2 separate regions of the Sus scrofa genome follow, and region 2 is linked to region 1. Evidence: chromatin contacts called from public Hi-C data. All regions are on one chromosome and are shown on one strand. Each heading gives the region's core, a stretch centred on a gene start, on an enhancer-like site or on the middle of the called end of the contact. The rest is flanking DNA. Distances are from core to core; before and after follow the strand shown. Region 1 holds the start of DYRK1B (dual specificity tyrosine-phosphorylation-regulated kinase 1B). Region 2 holds the start of SERTAD1 (SERTA domain-containing protein 1).

Region 1 (7,611 bases), core at 2,559-5,058:
TTGCCAATGAGGGAGTCGATTTCGTAGCGCTCCAGCCAGCGCTCGCCACTGCGCACGATGTAGTCATGGTTGTCGTCGTCGTAACCGTGGTTCAGGACCTTTTTCTCCTTCTTGGTGCTCGAGTCCTGAGGTGGCGCCTGCTGGGCCCGCCGCTTCTTCTTCGCATAGTAAACCTGCCGGGGACCGGCCAGGAGATGCGGACTGGTGAGCGGCCTGTGCTGGCAGGCCAGGACCCCTCCGCACCCAGCCCGGGCCCCCACCCCGCCCACCTCATTGATGTGCTTGTAGGTCTTGATGAGGTCCACGGAGAGCTTGCGCAGCGGGGCCGAGGTCGCGTCTCGGAAGGCCAGGGGCAACCTCCGCGGCAGCAGCCGCACATCAGGCAGTACCTGGGGGGAGGGCGGGGGGCCAGGTGGGCACTGAGGCCAGGCCTTCCCCTCCGACCTCAAGCGGGAGCCCTATCTGGGCAGCTGGTTCCTCGTGACCACAGGCAGGACCATGTGGTCATGGTCTGACCACCCCGCTAGAATGGAAACTCCCCAAGGACAGAGACTTGATCTCCTTCTTGCTTTATGTCCCGTGTCTGGAACAGGGCCTGGCACACAGATGTTCATTAGAAATTTGCTCAGAGAGGGACGGAGTGAACGGTTTACCCCGGACCTTTCATCCCATCCCTTTCGCTCTTTCCTAAACCTCCGTGGGGGAGATCTGAGAGAAACCTGGGGCTCTGCCCGCCCAGTCCTTCACCTGGAACCACCCCTTCTGGGCATTCCCCCTTGAGGGCCCCTATCTTGCTTTACCCTCATTCCCTGGGGCCATCCCAACCCTCACCCTCCACCCTGTGCAGCTCTGCCCAGTTTTTCATCCTAAGGGTCTTGGATCTGGATCCAGCACCCTGGACCTCCCGCTCCAACCCGCTTCAGATTCTACGGTTCAAAACCTAACAGTCTCTACCCCTGAAGCTCCCGACCTGCATCCCCAGGCCCTGCTGACTCCAAGACCCTTTAGGCTCAACCCTCCTCCTCTTTTACCCCCTCTAGATCTTCCTCTCTGGACTTTTTTTCCCTTTGGTGAACATTTATTGAGTATTTACTATGTGCCAGATACTGTTCAGAGCATTTCCAACTGCATTTCATTAACGTGTTCAAGCCACACAATAACCGTGGGAGGCAAGTGTAATTATAGGCTGCATTTGACAGAAGTGGAAACTGAAGCAGGGAGAACCTACCTAAGTAACACGACCCCCCGGGCCAGGATTTGAACTCAGGCTCTCCAAACCTCGACTGCCAGCAACTCCTCTATATCTTCCACTCCCTTGGCACCCTTCATGGACCCCAGAGATTGTCCTAGACAGCGTACCATCTTTTTGGCTCCAAGACTCCTATCCCAGCCTCCCCCGACCCCAGGCAGGTGAGGAGCCAGGTGAACGCGTACCTGCGTGTGCTCCTGGGGCCCCGGGAAGCCAGAGAAGGGACCATGGCCCGGTGGGACGGCCATGGTGGGCTCAGAGGGCCGCAGGGGAGCGAGGCCTGGAGCGGGAGCCCGGCCGGGGGGCGCCTTCTCGCATCCTGCACCTCGGCTGCCACCGCCGCTGAGACCTGAGAGCGGGCGGGAGGCAGGGGAACAACATGGAACAAGGGGATGTGTGGGACAGTGCCAGGAAGGAGAGAGGGGGACATGAAGAAGAAGGCAGGGCACAAAGGGAAGAAGAAAAGGATACAACAGAGCAACAGGTGGCAATAAAAAAAGGGGAAGAGAGAAGTGGAGGTGGGAGGCAGAGCGGGTCCCCTCAAGTGGTTACAAAGTAAATGAAGAAGGCGGCAGAGAGGAACGTGGAAAAGGGAATGATTGGGAGCCAGGCAGGGATATGGGCCATGACAGGAAAGGACAGAAAGACACCAATAATTGGGGGGGGGGGGGAAGAGAAGAGAGAAACCACAGACAGCAGAGCGGTAGGGTTCACTCTCCTTCCCATTTCTGCTCACCGCCCTCCCCAGGGCCCCTCACACATGATCCTGCCCTCCTGGAGTCCTTCCCTGAATGTCAGGATCTCGTCCCAGCAAGGTCCTTCCATCTCGAAATCTACCCTTCCCAGTAGGTCCCCCAATCCAAAGAACTCTGGAGTCGGAATCCTCCCAAACCACTTGAGTCTTCTGGGCCCCCTCCAAACCACAGCAGAATCCTCTGCAGGCCCTGGGGATCAGGGTCCTCAGGGACCTCCTGCCCACACCAAGGTTATCTGAGGACCTCTTCCTAAGAGTCCTACCCCTATGGCGTTCTCACCCGGCACACCCTTCCCAGGAGCCCCTCCCCAGATCTGTCAAGACTTCTTCCCTATCTTTTCTCCCATCGGGGACTGCCCCTCATGTAATTTGTCAAACCATATTTTGGTTCCCCCATGTCACAGCCTGGCTCCCCCTTCCCAGATTATTCCAAGGTCCCCCTCCCAATCAAGGCCCCACTCCTTCGGATGGAAACAAGGGGGAGGCGTCTCTTCCCACCGATCGTCCTTCTCTCTCCTACATGGATCCTACCCTCAACCTCCCCAACCAGTATTTCTGTCAGGGCTCTTTCTCCAGTCACTTCTCTACACCAGGGTCAATCCACAACGGTGCCCATTCCTAGAAGGCCCCCGCGGCCAAATTTCCCAAATATTACAGAGTTCTCCCCTTCCACAATATCTGCCACACCAAAATCCTCTCGTCACGGGCCTTCTCCCATGTCATTCCTTTTCTCCTATGTCAAGCCTTGCACTCCACGATCCCTCTCTCTTGGAGCTCCCCCACAAAACCTCTTCCCCACCAGAGGGGCCCTCCCACACCAGGACCCTCTCCCAGCCTCCGCCCCCTACCCGGGTCAGGGCTGGCGCGGGGCCCACGGGGGGCTGGGGCGCGGTGGGGCCCCCAGTGGTGTGGGCGAGCGGCCAGCATGGCGGCGGTAGCGGTGGTGAGAAGACGGCCGCCTGTCCCGGCCCGGCCGGCCCGGCAAGCCCCGCGGCGGGGAGGGCAAGCGGGACAGGCGGCCGGGTGGGTGACAACAGCAGCCGCCGCCGCTGGGGGCGGGGAGAGGAGGAGACGAGGGTCAGCCCGGGGCAAGCGGGGGAAGGGGAAAGCAGGTGGACGGGGGAGGGGCGGGTTAACCCTCGCCCCGCCGGCCCCGCCCAGCGCAGCCACCTGCCCCCGGGGACCCCGGCGTCCCGCCCTCCACCCTGGGGGCCCGCCCCGGCCAGGGGGAACCCGGCGGGCGGGGCTGGACCGAACCTGGCAGTCCACACCTACCATGGCAACAACCGTGCCATTGGTCACTACTGCCAAGAGCTCAACCAATCACAGTCCAGGACAGCTGTTGCTAGGCGACGACGATGCGGCCGGCGGAGCCGAGCCCAAACAAAGGGCGGGAGCGGGGCCCCGCTACCCCCTCCCAGCTTCCCTCCCGAGACAGCTCTCTCCGCTCGGGCTCGGCCCCTTCCAGGAATCCAACTATGAATAGCCAGGCAAGGCCTGCACCTGCCTGCCGTCCCCCTCCTCTCCTCCCTCGGCCTCGTGCTAAGTCTCGCGGCGACGCAGGCAGGGCGGGTCCCGTACTACCCTCCTCCCCGCGAGCGCGTGCCGCTCCGTCCATAGCCGCGTTGTTACCTGAGGCCGCGAGCAAGGGAACTCAAACTGCTCGGGAAGCCCGAGCTCAGACCTGCCCACTGGCTGAAAGTATCCGGCGGACGCGGCGAGCCAGGGCCCCGATTACCCAGTAATGCAACCAGCAAAATGGCGACCACAACAAACCGGCCCCCCCGCCCTGGACTCCGCCCCCACCCCCCCAAGCTGTTTCTCCTCACGTGACCCAGGGCAACACTCTGCGCCTGCGCTCGGAGGCGCTTACTGGTCTCCCAGCACAGCAAGCTATGAACCCCGCCCAAGCGCCGAAATCCAAGTTACGGCTGCGTAAGAGCCCGCTAAGAAACGAGCACGCGCGGTGCCACCGGGAGAGTGCCCGCCCCCACCACGCAAGTAGACCAAGGGCGCATGCGCCCCGTTAAGAGCGGTCGCCAAGCAATCAGCGGCAAACAAGAAGGACGCATAAGTCTTTTAATAGAAAAACACGCGTGTAACAGTAGCAACACAGTCTCTCGCGATCCAGATGGCACTGGGCTTCAGTTCTTCACCTTGGGGGGTGGTCTGTGAGAGGAAACAGATGCGGGGACTCAGAACTTACAAGCACTTTGGGGTACTCCTAACTAGTATTGAGACTCCCGGCTCTGGTGGATTACTGGGCCCCCTGCTTACCTGTACACACCCACGACCACAGCGTGGTCTCTTTCGTACGGCTCTAGGGTCAGCTGCTCCTGGGGCTTCATGTTCTCCTGCTGCATCTTTTTCACTTCAGAGGCAAACACGGCCTCAGCAGAGGCTGTGGAGTCAATGCAGTTGGCCTGAAGAAGAAAAAGGGTCTGAAGTCTGCAGCAAGGGTTTGGGGCTGTTTTCCCTTTGTTGTGCTCTTTCAAACCAGTAGAATTTTTAAGTTGGAAAATAGGCTTTGGAAATGTAGGGAAAGACTTTGTTAGGTAAGTTTTTAAGTAGTTTGGGTTTGAAACAGGAAGGCTTCAGCAGAGCTCTATTTATCTAAAGGCAAGTGTTTAAAATTTCCACTCTGGTTTCCCCCCCTCCCCGCCCCCATTTCCTCTTTAACAATCGCAATAATGCAGCTGAGATTACTAAAACAAATGCAGCAAGTGGTTAGGAAAGGCTCAATCTGGTTGAAAGTACACTGGAGAGGTCTCTGTATTTCAAAATAAAACGTTTTTAAAAATGTACCTAGCATTTATCTGGTATTTATACCAGGTTCTTGGCTAAACACTCCATACATATATTGAGAAATTTAGTCCTTACATCAACCCTAAAAGAGTTAGGACTAACATTGCTATTTCACAAGTGAAGCAACAGGCATAATATATAGGTCACCTGCTCAAAGACACACACTGGGATTCAAACTCATACGTGGGGATCACGCACTGAACCACGACGGTCTACTGCCTCTTTAAATCCTAAGGTTTTTAGTTTTGCAGACATTTTTCATTACTTGCTATTTGATTGGGTGGTTTATAGGGAGCTGGGTAGGGAACACACTGACTGGATTAGGACGGAGGGAAGCCCCCCCCCGCCCCCGCCCGAGTTTTAACTGGCTACATGGCAGGTATAGAGAGAAGATACTGCCACCCCATCTTAGACTCCTCTATGCCCCGCACCTTAATGGAGATCACAAAGTGTCCTCCATTGCGTAGGAAGGTGTGAGCATTCAGGGCTACAATCCGAGTCTGGTCTGGCTGGGCCACGTCAGCAAAGATCACATCCACCATCGCTAGGAGAAAGAAGTAACACTTACAAGCTGGATCCACAGGATCGTCCCAGCTCCTCCCCGGGGCCTGTGCCCCATCACCAGCAGGTTCCGGGCAGAGTCCTCCCTGCTTCCAGTCTCACTTCCCCCCATTGATCCCCCTCCCTCCACAGTGCCCCCAAGATGGGCCAAAAAAACCCTCAATCACACCGTTCACTCATTCCTCTTATAAACCATGTTGCCACCTACTCTGTGGCCAGCCCCGGGCTGGGCGTGGGGGACAGAGAGACGAGTCAGACCCGGACCCTGCCCTCGAGACGCTCCCGGGTCTGGGGGGGAGACAGACACGTCATCAAAAAGGCAAGTAAAGGTGAGCACGTACAGGCAAGAGAGTCTGCAGGACTGTCACACAAAAACAAGCCACAGGCTAAGGGGTATGGCATGAAGGCACCGGGGAAAAACTCACAGAAAGAAAAACCAGGGGGATGATGCAAGCAGTATTTTTAAGGCAGTGTGGGTCAAAAAAAAAAAAAAAAAAAAAAAAAAATGGAAAAGATGGTGCAATGAAAACTGACTTTCAAAAACCAGGAAAAGCAGACATCAAATGTTCATATCGGTTACCTCTGGGGGTGGTTTATAAGGCACTCCATTTTTACACTATGCTTCTGAATTTTTGCATTTTTTTTTTTTTTTTTTTTTTTTTTTTAAAAACCAAGGTCATTGACATTCACAGCGGGCTCCTCTGGGCCAGGCCACGCTCAGTTGTGCTTTCTGGGGTATGATCTCCCCAGAGGAGGGTGAGGACCTCTGAAGGAGGAGGTTACACACAAGCCGGGGGCAGTGTGAAAGGTACCGTGTTTTGGAGGGAGGCAGGAAGGACGGGGGAGGGTTCCTGGGGGGGAGGGCCCTCCGAGGGTACCAGACACATGAAGTGGGACGGCCACCTCCACAGCCTCACCGGGCTCTCTCCACCCTTTCCATTCCTGTAGACTCGAGAGGCCTGTGCATCCACTCCAATTCCATCCAAATCAGGGCTCTGGAGGCCGCATCCAGGAAACCTGGAGCGACCTGTCCTACCCCCACCAGGGCCAAGCCCTGGGCCCCTCACCGATGAGCATGCGGTATTTGTGCGGGTGCCGAGCATCTTCGATGACGGGAATGATGTTGGTCCTCTTCTTGGCCAGGTTAATGAGGTCACGGCCGGAACGGTGGGAGAACTCAACTGCATAGACCAGACCGTCCTAAAACAAAGCAAAAGCAAACAAAAATAACGATACTAAGTTCTCACGGCTGGAGTGCCTATTTGGGGGTCACATATTGTACACATCTCTTCAAATCCCTATCATTTAATGATTTATTATCACTTTACAGATGAACACACTGAGGTCTAGAAGATGTGAAATCATGGGCTAAGGGTTATTCAATCCGACTTGGTCAGATCTGAGGGCCCAGGCCTCCAATGTAGGCTTAAAACCAGGACGTCGTAATAGCTAAGAATATTTAATGGGCCAGGCACTGCTTTAGGCACATAATAGGAATTAACTCACTTATTTTCACAATGACTCTATTTTCCAGAGGGGCAAACTGAGGCGCAAGAGGGTAAGTAACTAGCTGAAAGCCACTTCACCGTCAAAAGCCCGCAGTGGAGCCGGGGGTTTTTAACCACAGCCTACAGCGGTAGAGCTGAGTGAGAGGTCCTGAAGCGAGATGCATAGGCGCCCTCTCAACAGGGAGCCGTCCACAGCCCAGAAACACAGGTCCTGGCAGTTCCTGCTGTGGCTCATCGGGTTAAGAATCTGACTAGTATCCATGAGGACGTGGGTTCGAACCCCTGGCCTTGCTCAGGGGTTAAAGGACCCAGCGTTGCCATGAGCTATGGTGTAGGTCACTGAGACGGCTTGGGTTTGGCGTGGCTGTGGCTGTGGCGAAGGCCGGCAGCTGCAGCTCCAATTCGAACCCTAGCCTGGGAACCTCCATATGCCATGGGTGCAGCCTTAAGAAAAAAAAAAAAAAGAAACACAGGCCCAGAAACTGACACCTCCTGTTCCTCCAAGAGAAATCAGACCAGATTTGAGGGGTATCAGTTTTTGTTTGTTTCCTTTTTGTTTTTTAGGGCTGCACTGCAGCATATGGAGGGTCCCAGGCTAGGGGTCTAATCAGAGCTACAGCCGCCGGCCTACGCCACAGCCACAGCAGTGTGGGATCCAAGCCACGTCTGCCACCTACACTGGGAGCTTGTGGCCACACCGGATCCTTAACCCACTGAGTGAGGCCAGGGATTGA
Region 2 (6,985 bases), core at 3,121-5,620, 390 kb after region 1:
CCCCTCTGCCCGCCCCTTCCAGGCGGAGGGGCGGATCGAAGCTGCCCGCCTTCCTCCCCCCCTCCACGTCCCACCCCTGCTACAGCCTCCCCGACGCTTCCGGCCAGAGTGGAGGCCCCGGGGCCCCGCGATGTTAGTGTCCCTTTGGCGAGGTTTCCCGCATTCGCGGTCCAGCCCGTCCCTGGGGTCCAGGTCCGACCCTGGGCCCCTCGCCCCCCGAACCCCGCCCCGCTGCGGCTTTCGCCGCGCCCCTCCCCCGACCCGTACCCGGGGCGCTGCCCTGCCCCCACGGCCGCCAGGAAGGACGCCGCCTGGGTCCCGTGCCAGGCCTCTGAGTGTGCGGCCCCTCCCAGCCGGGCCAGGAATGCGGCTGGACGGCGGGGGCGGCGCAGACAGCCGGCGCTCAGGCCAGCCCTGCCGCACAGGCTGTCAGGCAGGTGGCCCCCGCTCGCCGGGGCCTGCGCTTCTTCTGGAAGGAAAGCAGGTTCGCCTGCCGTTCCGAAATAAAGTCAGCACCAACCTCCGGTGGCTTTATTGCGGAATCAGCTTCCAGGCTCCCTTATCCCCTGCCCAAAGAGAGACTGGAGACCTGGGAGTGGATTTGGTTCAAAAGTCGCTGGTCTTCTTGGTTTTTTCACCATTTTCCTGGAGAGCTGGCCCTCAGAGACTCCATCCAGCCTCCAGCGTTTGTGCTTGAATTTCTGGCTCATTCTGAAAGGTCCCTTCTGCTCCCACCCCCAGGCCCCAAGACACAGAAGTAGATTCCAGACAAGGACCAGATTTCATTTTTAATCAGTGGCCTGGGGCTTCTCCCCTGCTGCCGCCACCTCTGTTACGTACACACACAGGCACATCAGGGAGACCTGGCTGAGTATATTCCAGGAGTCTTCTAAGGGGACCAGTTACCAGACCCAACTGGTCTACTTCTCAGACCAAAAAGCAGTACAGTTTGAAACCTAGCTCTTCAAGAGAGGACCTCTTGGAGCCTCAATTTTCCCAGCTGTGTAATGGGGATAATAATAATGCCCCTCTGGTTATGAGGATTAAATGAGTTAACACACATCAAGGGCTTAGAACGGTGCTGGGGTTGGGTGTGCAGTCCACGCTTGATCCATGTTATAGGTTATTATCTTACCCTCGCCTTAGCCCAGAAACAAAGCAGTACACAGATTTGAGACTTCCCAGGACCGGCTTTAATTTCACAGAACTGGTTGGGGTCTCTTCCCACATCAGTGAAAAGGGATACTAGGCTTTGACCTCTGGGAATTCAACACTGGGCCTGGTCCAATCACATTCCAGCCACCAGGTCCTGGCATTTCATCACAGGAGCCCATCCCAGACTCCCCCCATCGGCCATAAGTGAAGGGGATGGAGGGTGGAGGTAAACTTGCCCAGGACAGGATTCCTTCTCTCCAAAGTCCCTCTCTAGGGAAGCCGGCTGTGTCTTTAAGGAGAGTTGGTCCAGCCACCAGGCTCAGTTTCGACACCAGCTCACCACTCCATCCCTGGGGGTCAGCGCCCCGGCCCTGGTGGCCGCTCCAGTGCCTGTGTGCCTACCAGCACGTCCATGAGGTAGTCCAGCTCGGCCTCGTCCAGCTCTGGAGCTTCCTCCTTGCCTGGCCCACCCTCCGGGCTGGATTTGTGGCCCTCAGAGGCTGGTGCCCAAAGTTCACTGTCATACATGGAGGTGTCAATGTCCTCAAACAGGCCCTCAAGCCCATCGTCCAGCAGACAGCCAGTGGCCGGGCCCAGTAGGTCCAAGGCACCCAGGCTGGGTGGGGCTCCCCCAGTGGGGCGGCCTGGTGGCCCCTCATCTACCAGGGGCTGGGGGGCCTGACTCAGGCCCTCAATATGGCTGAGGTCCTCCAGGAGGCTGGCCATGGAGGCCGAGAGGGCGGCGTCCGAGCTGGTCAGCAGGTTGTCCACCACACCAGGGGATGTAGGCGGGGTGGGCACAGGTGGCAGAGCAGCCGCGGGTGCCATGGACGCCTGGATTCGCCGTAGCGTGTTCACAACCAGCACCAGGTGCCGCAGGTCCGGCTCACTCTGCCGCAGGCTGTGATGGAGCTTGAGCACCGAAAGGTCGAAGAGGGAACTGGAGGCCACCGACTGGGGTGCCTGTGCCACTGCTGGGTGGCCAGAATCCAGCCACCAGGCGTCAACTGCCAGGGCTTCCTTCTCCTCCTCCTCCTCCTCCTCCCGCTTTCGCTTCAGGCCCTTGCTCAGCATCATCTGCAAGGAAGGACAGTCAGTCAGTTATGGAAAGCCAACGTGAAGTTCTGACAACTGCTGTGTGATCTTGGGCAAATCACTTAACCTCTCTGACCTTAGCCTTTCTTAGGGAAACTTTAGAATATGAATGATATTTGTATCTATTTCCAAGAGGTTTTGTTTGTTTGGTTTTGGTCTTTTTAGGGCCACACCAGCATTATATGGGAGTTCCCAGGGTAGGTATTGAATTGGAGCTGTAGCTGCTGGCCACATCCACAGCAATGCGGGATCCGAGCCTCATTTGTGACCTACACCACAGGTCACAGCAACCCTGGATCCTTACCCACTGAGCGAGGCCCAGGAGGGAACCCTCATCCTCATGGATAAGAGTTGGGTTTGTTACCCCTGAGCCATGACAGAAACTCCCCTAGAGGTGTTTTAAGGAATAAGTGAGATACGAAAAGAACTTACAACAGTGAATACGTATACAATAACTCCCATAAATAATACTATTAATATAACTATTATTTATTTCTTCAGTGAAACATGTAAAATGTCCAATAGTCTAAACTTTCTTTTAACCTGCGAGGCAGCTGTTTCACGTGCTTTAATCTAATATTTATTGGGGTGCCTACTAATAGTATCAGACAACCAATACATAAACAAATACAGGAAGTGTTAGAAGGTGCTAGGAAGATACCAAAAGGATCTGAGCATAGTCAGGGAAGGCTCCCCCTCCGAGGTGACTTTGACAATCTTTGTTTGTTTGTTGGCTGGGCCTGTGGCATGTTGAGGTGACATTTGAAATGAGCCCTTAAGTATGAGAAGGAAGTAGCCATGGAAGAACCTGGGGGAAGGCATTCCGGGAATAAAGGACAACCGCAAAGGCAAAGAAAGTCTTAGAGGCTGGAACAGCTTGAACTGAAAAAAAACTCTGAGGTCAGTACACAGGGCGACATGGGGGCAGGGAGGGAGAAGAGCGAGTTGGAGAGGAGGCAGAGGCAAGGAGCTTGGAGTTTATTGTGAGTGTGGTGGGCAGTCACTGAAGAGTTCTGAGCAGGGAAGAGAGTCGCGTTGTGGACTGATTAGGTTTCCAGAAGATCCCCTAGGCTGCTTTGGGGAGCAGGGACAGGGAGGGAGGCTGGAAGAGTGTGGCACTGCGATCCATTGGAGGCTTGGGGTGGGCGATGATGGTGACTTGGGAGTAAAAGGCGGTAGTGGCCATGGAAGGAAGTTGGTCGATTCAGGATTTATTTGAGAGGCAGAATGGACAGAGCTTGCCGGACAATCCTGATAGGCACAGGGGTCACCGAGAGAAGTTTGAGAACCCACACTTTGCCCGGGGTGGTGCCCTGGCCCAACCTGATTTTTTAAATCGGGCAGCCTGCAGGGTACAGTGGGTACTGGGATCCTTGCCTAGCAGGACTTTAAGACGGACCGCTCACACTACTCAAAACTGGGTCCTCTCTTCCTTCCCAGCCGACCCGGGAGTCCGGAACCGCAGGAATTCAGCCCCCACCCCCGACTCCTCCCCCGTGTTCCGGCGCCCCCTAGCGGCCCCAGGACGGCTTTCTTCCGGGGACTCCGGCTCCTCAGACCCCCCCGGACCCTTTATGCTGCCGCGCGGGACGTGAACGTTCCTGCCAGCCGCCCGGGACCGTGCGAGCCGGAATACCCAGAGAGCTGTTCTGCTCTCTCGGCCTCCGCTCGCTTCCGGAAGGCAGTGGAGGCGACTCCTCCCGAAGCGGCGGCGGCGGGGGCGGGTGAGTCACACAGCCGGAGCCAGAGAGCCGGCGCCTCCGCCCCCTTCCCGGGCTGCGGCGTGATTCACCCGGCCCGGCCGGGGCGGACGGCCCTTAGAGGCCCGTGCGTCTCGATTCCAGACAGCCCTGGTTCGCACCTGCCGGACGCAGGGATCGAACCTGCCAAAGGACCCCGCGGCCAGTACCCCTTCTTTCCCCTGGTTTCTTCCCTTCATTTACATACCCAGCTCACAAACTGCCAATCAGGACGAAGAGGGAGCCACCCGCAGCCAATCAGGAAGCGGTGGCGGCAGCATTGCTCGCTCACTCTCCTCCAGCAACCGGAGCCTGGCTTGAGAGACGGAGTTCTGACTCCAGCGCACGACTTCAGGCTCTCCACTCCTCTTAGCTACCGCCCACTCCCCTGGAGGCCCCGCCCTCCACTCAGGGATTGGTCCTAGATGGCGATGGGCGGGGCCTATAGGGGGCAGGTTCGAAAGGAGGGGAAGTGGTCTTCAGGGCGCATGTCCGGGCAGCTTCGTGAAGGAACCGGGGAGAGAAGGTGGGGTGGCTCTTTGCCCTGTGGGACGGTAGAGGGTGGCGTTTGTGTCTCTCCTTGTGCTGCCCCCTCACACCTACCCCCGGCCCCGCCAATTCCAGCAGTTGAACTTCTTACTCACCCAGCCCCAACAGGGGTCTACACTCTAAGCCAGATAGACCCGGGGTTCAAATTCTCACTCGATGCGAGAACTTGGAAAGACGCTTGACATCTCTGAGTCTGTTAAATGGGAGATCTTCTTGCCTAGCTCTTGAGAGTTAGTAAAATTAAAATAAGGTCGTCTCTGTAAAAGCACTATATCAGACGCTACAGATGCTGGGCAGGTGTACTCAATTGTGGTTACAGGAACTAGGAAGGGAGGGGTGGGATGTCCCTGGAGCCCCTTCTTGGGCTCCCTTCCCTAAGTAGCTGTGTGACTTTGCACAAATGTTTTAGTTTCTTAGGAGCATCTCCGTTTCCCCACCTCTAAAATCAGACAAATAGCATCTGGCTCAGAGGGTTGTTTTTTTTTTTTTTTTTTTTTTTTTTGTCTTTTGTTGTTGTTGTTGCTATTTCTTGGGCATATGGAGGTTCCCAGGCTAGGGGTCGAATCGGAGCTGTAGCCACTGGCCTACGCCAGAGCCACAGCAACGCAGGATCCGAGCCGCGTCTGCAACCTACACCACAGCTCACGGCAACGCTGGATCGTTAACCCACTGAGCAAGGGCAGGGATCGAACCCGCAACCTCATGGTTCCTAGTCGGATTCGTTAACCACTGCGCCACGACGGGAACTCCAGAGGGTTGTTTTAAGGATTAAAAAACAATTGGTGCAAAACGTTGGAAGTGGTGTGTGACAACGTGTCCTTTCGTAGTAATGGCTGTTGTGGTAATAGCACAGTTCAAGGGGAGACACGCCGGATGGGATGAAGGTAGACAGCAGTTTTATACTTGTTGGCTAAACTGACAATGGGTCTTACCTTCTTCAGTAGCTCGTTTGCTAACTCTTCAGGCCCTATGGGAAGAACTGTTTGTGAATAAAGCCCTTGACCAAAGTAAGCCATCAAAAATGCTAACTAGACTGGTTGATTCAGACAGCGATTATCAATGGATGCTCAATCTCAAGTGTCTAGATCCAACTCCAATTTCTAGGGAACAGAGAGTGAAAAATTAAACACGAAGGCAATCAGGCAAATACACAATGTAGGCTGCCTACAGCACCACAGGGTTATCCTATCAGAAATTCAACTTCAAGAAAACACAAGAAGGGATTGGGGGAGGTAGATATTTCAGAATACCAGAGACTATATAATTTCTTTATTAAAACCAAATAGGCATCTGAATCTGCATTCAATCATGATTGGGGGCTGGGGTGGGCAGAAACTCCTATGAGAGATATTCTTGAGAAAATTGAGGAAATTTGAACATAGACTGGATACTAGATGATATCGCGGAATTTTAAATTCTCTTAGATGTGAAATGGATTAATAAGTGAGCATCCTTAATCTAAAGAGATGCCTGGAGTTCCCATCGTGGCGCAGTGGTTAACGAATCCGACTAGGAACCAGGAAGTTGCGGGTTTGGTCCCTGCCCTTGCTCAGTGGGTTAACGATCCGGCGTTGCCGTGAGCTGTGGTGTAGGTTGCAGACGCGGCTTAGATCCCGCGTTGCTGGGGCTCTGGCGTAGGCCGGTGGCTACAGCTCCGATTCGACCCCTAGCCTGGGAACCTCCATATGCCGTGGGAGCAGCCCAAGAAATGGCAAAAAGACAAAAAAAAAAAAAAAAAAAAAAAGAGATGCCTGCTGAACTACTATATTAGGGGTAGAATGTCTCCAATTTACTCTCCTTTGGTTCAGAAAAAAAAAAGTACGTATACAGATACACAAATGAAGATAAAGGAGACAAAATGTTAAATCTAGATGGGAGAATATTCAGGTGCACAGAATACATGCGGTTTTTTCCCCATCTCTTCTATGTACTCGAAATTTTTACTAATAAAAAGGTGAAATGCTAATTACAACAAGATCCCTGCTAGGCAAATTCACATAATTTCTCTCACAACCTATTTTTTGGGCCTGGTAAAAAAGGAGTCTCCAGGTGGCTCTTTCCAGGTCATACAGGGAAGAAGAGCTCCTAGGAGTCTGAGGAGTTTGACTAATGTGTATTGAACACCTACTGTGTTGAGGTACAGTTGTAAACAATGAGGGTACATCACTGGCTATACCTCACAGAGTTTCTCTTCTCATGGATAAAGGGACAGCGTGGAAAGAAAAGAAATATGGAGGAGTTCCCGTCGTGGCGCAGTGGAAATGAATCTGACTGGGAACCATGAGGAGGGGGGTTCAATCCCTGGCCTCGCTCAGTGGGTTAAGGATCCTGCGTTGCCATGAACTGTGGTGTAGGTCACAGACACAGCTTGGATCCTGTGTTGCTGTCGCTCTGGCGTAGGCCAGTGGCTACAGCTCTGATTCGACCCCTAGCCTGGGCATCTCCAT

Evidence for each region. A called contact is a pair of places that touch in the nucleus more often than the background predicts.
Region 2: a contact with region 1 is called in a Hi-C map of heart right ventricle, with 2.4 times the contacts expected there. The contact joins the promoter of SERTAD1 here to the promoter of DYRK1B in region 1. A contact is called at or near these places in 1 of 5 promoter capture datasets (liver) and 1 of 47 Hi-C or Micro-C datasets (heart right ventricle).

The regions. Positions count from the first base shown.
Region 1 is chr6:48,310,715-48,318,325 of Sscrofa11.1, forward strand. DYRK1B (dual specificity tyrosine-phosphorylation-regulated kinase 1B) reads right to left here and starts at 3,809. Exons shown (of 12, transcript XM_021094374.1): 1 at 3,636-3,809; 2 at 1,435-1,598; 3 at 270-389; 4 at 1-173. The coding sequence starts at 1,497. It overlaps FBL (rRNA 2'-O-methyltransferase fibrillarin), which reads right to left. Exons shown (of 9, transcript XM_003355924.5): 6 at 6,437-6,569; 7 at 5,240-5,352; 8 at 4,281-4,426; 9 at 4,068-4,172. The coding sequence ends at 4,148.
Region 2 is chr6:48,698,078-48,705,062 of Sscrofa11.1, forward strand. It overlaps SERTAD1 (SERTA domain-containing protein 1), which reads right to left and starts at 4,371. Exons shown (of 2, transcript XM_003355914.3): 1 at 4,198-4,371; 2 at 804-2,232. The coding sequence starts at 2,232. The coding sequence ends at 1,513.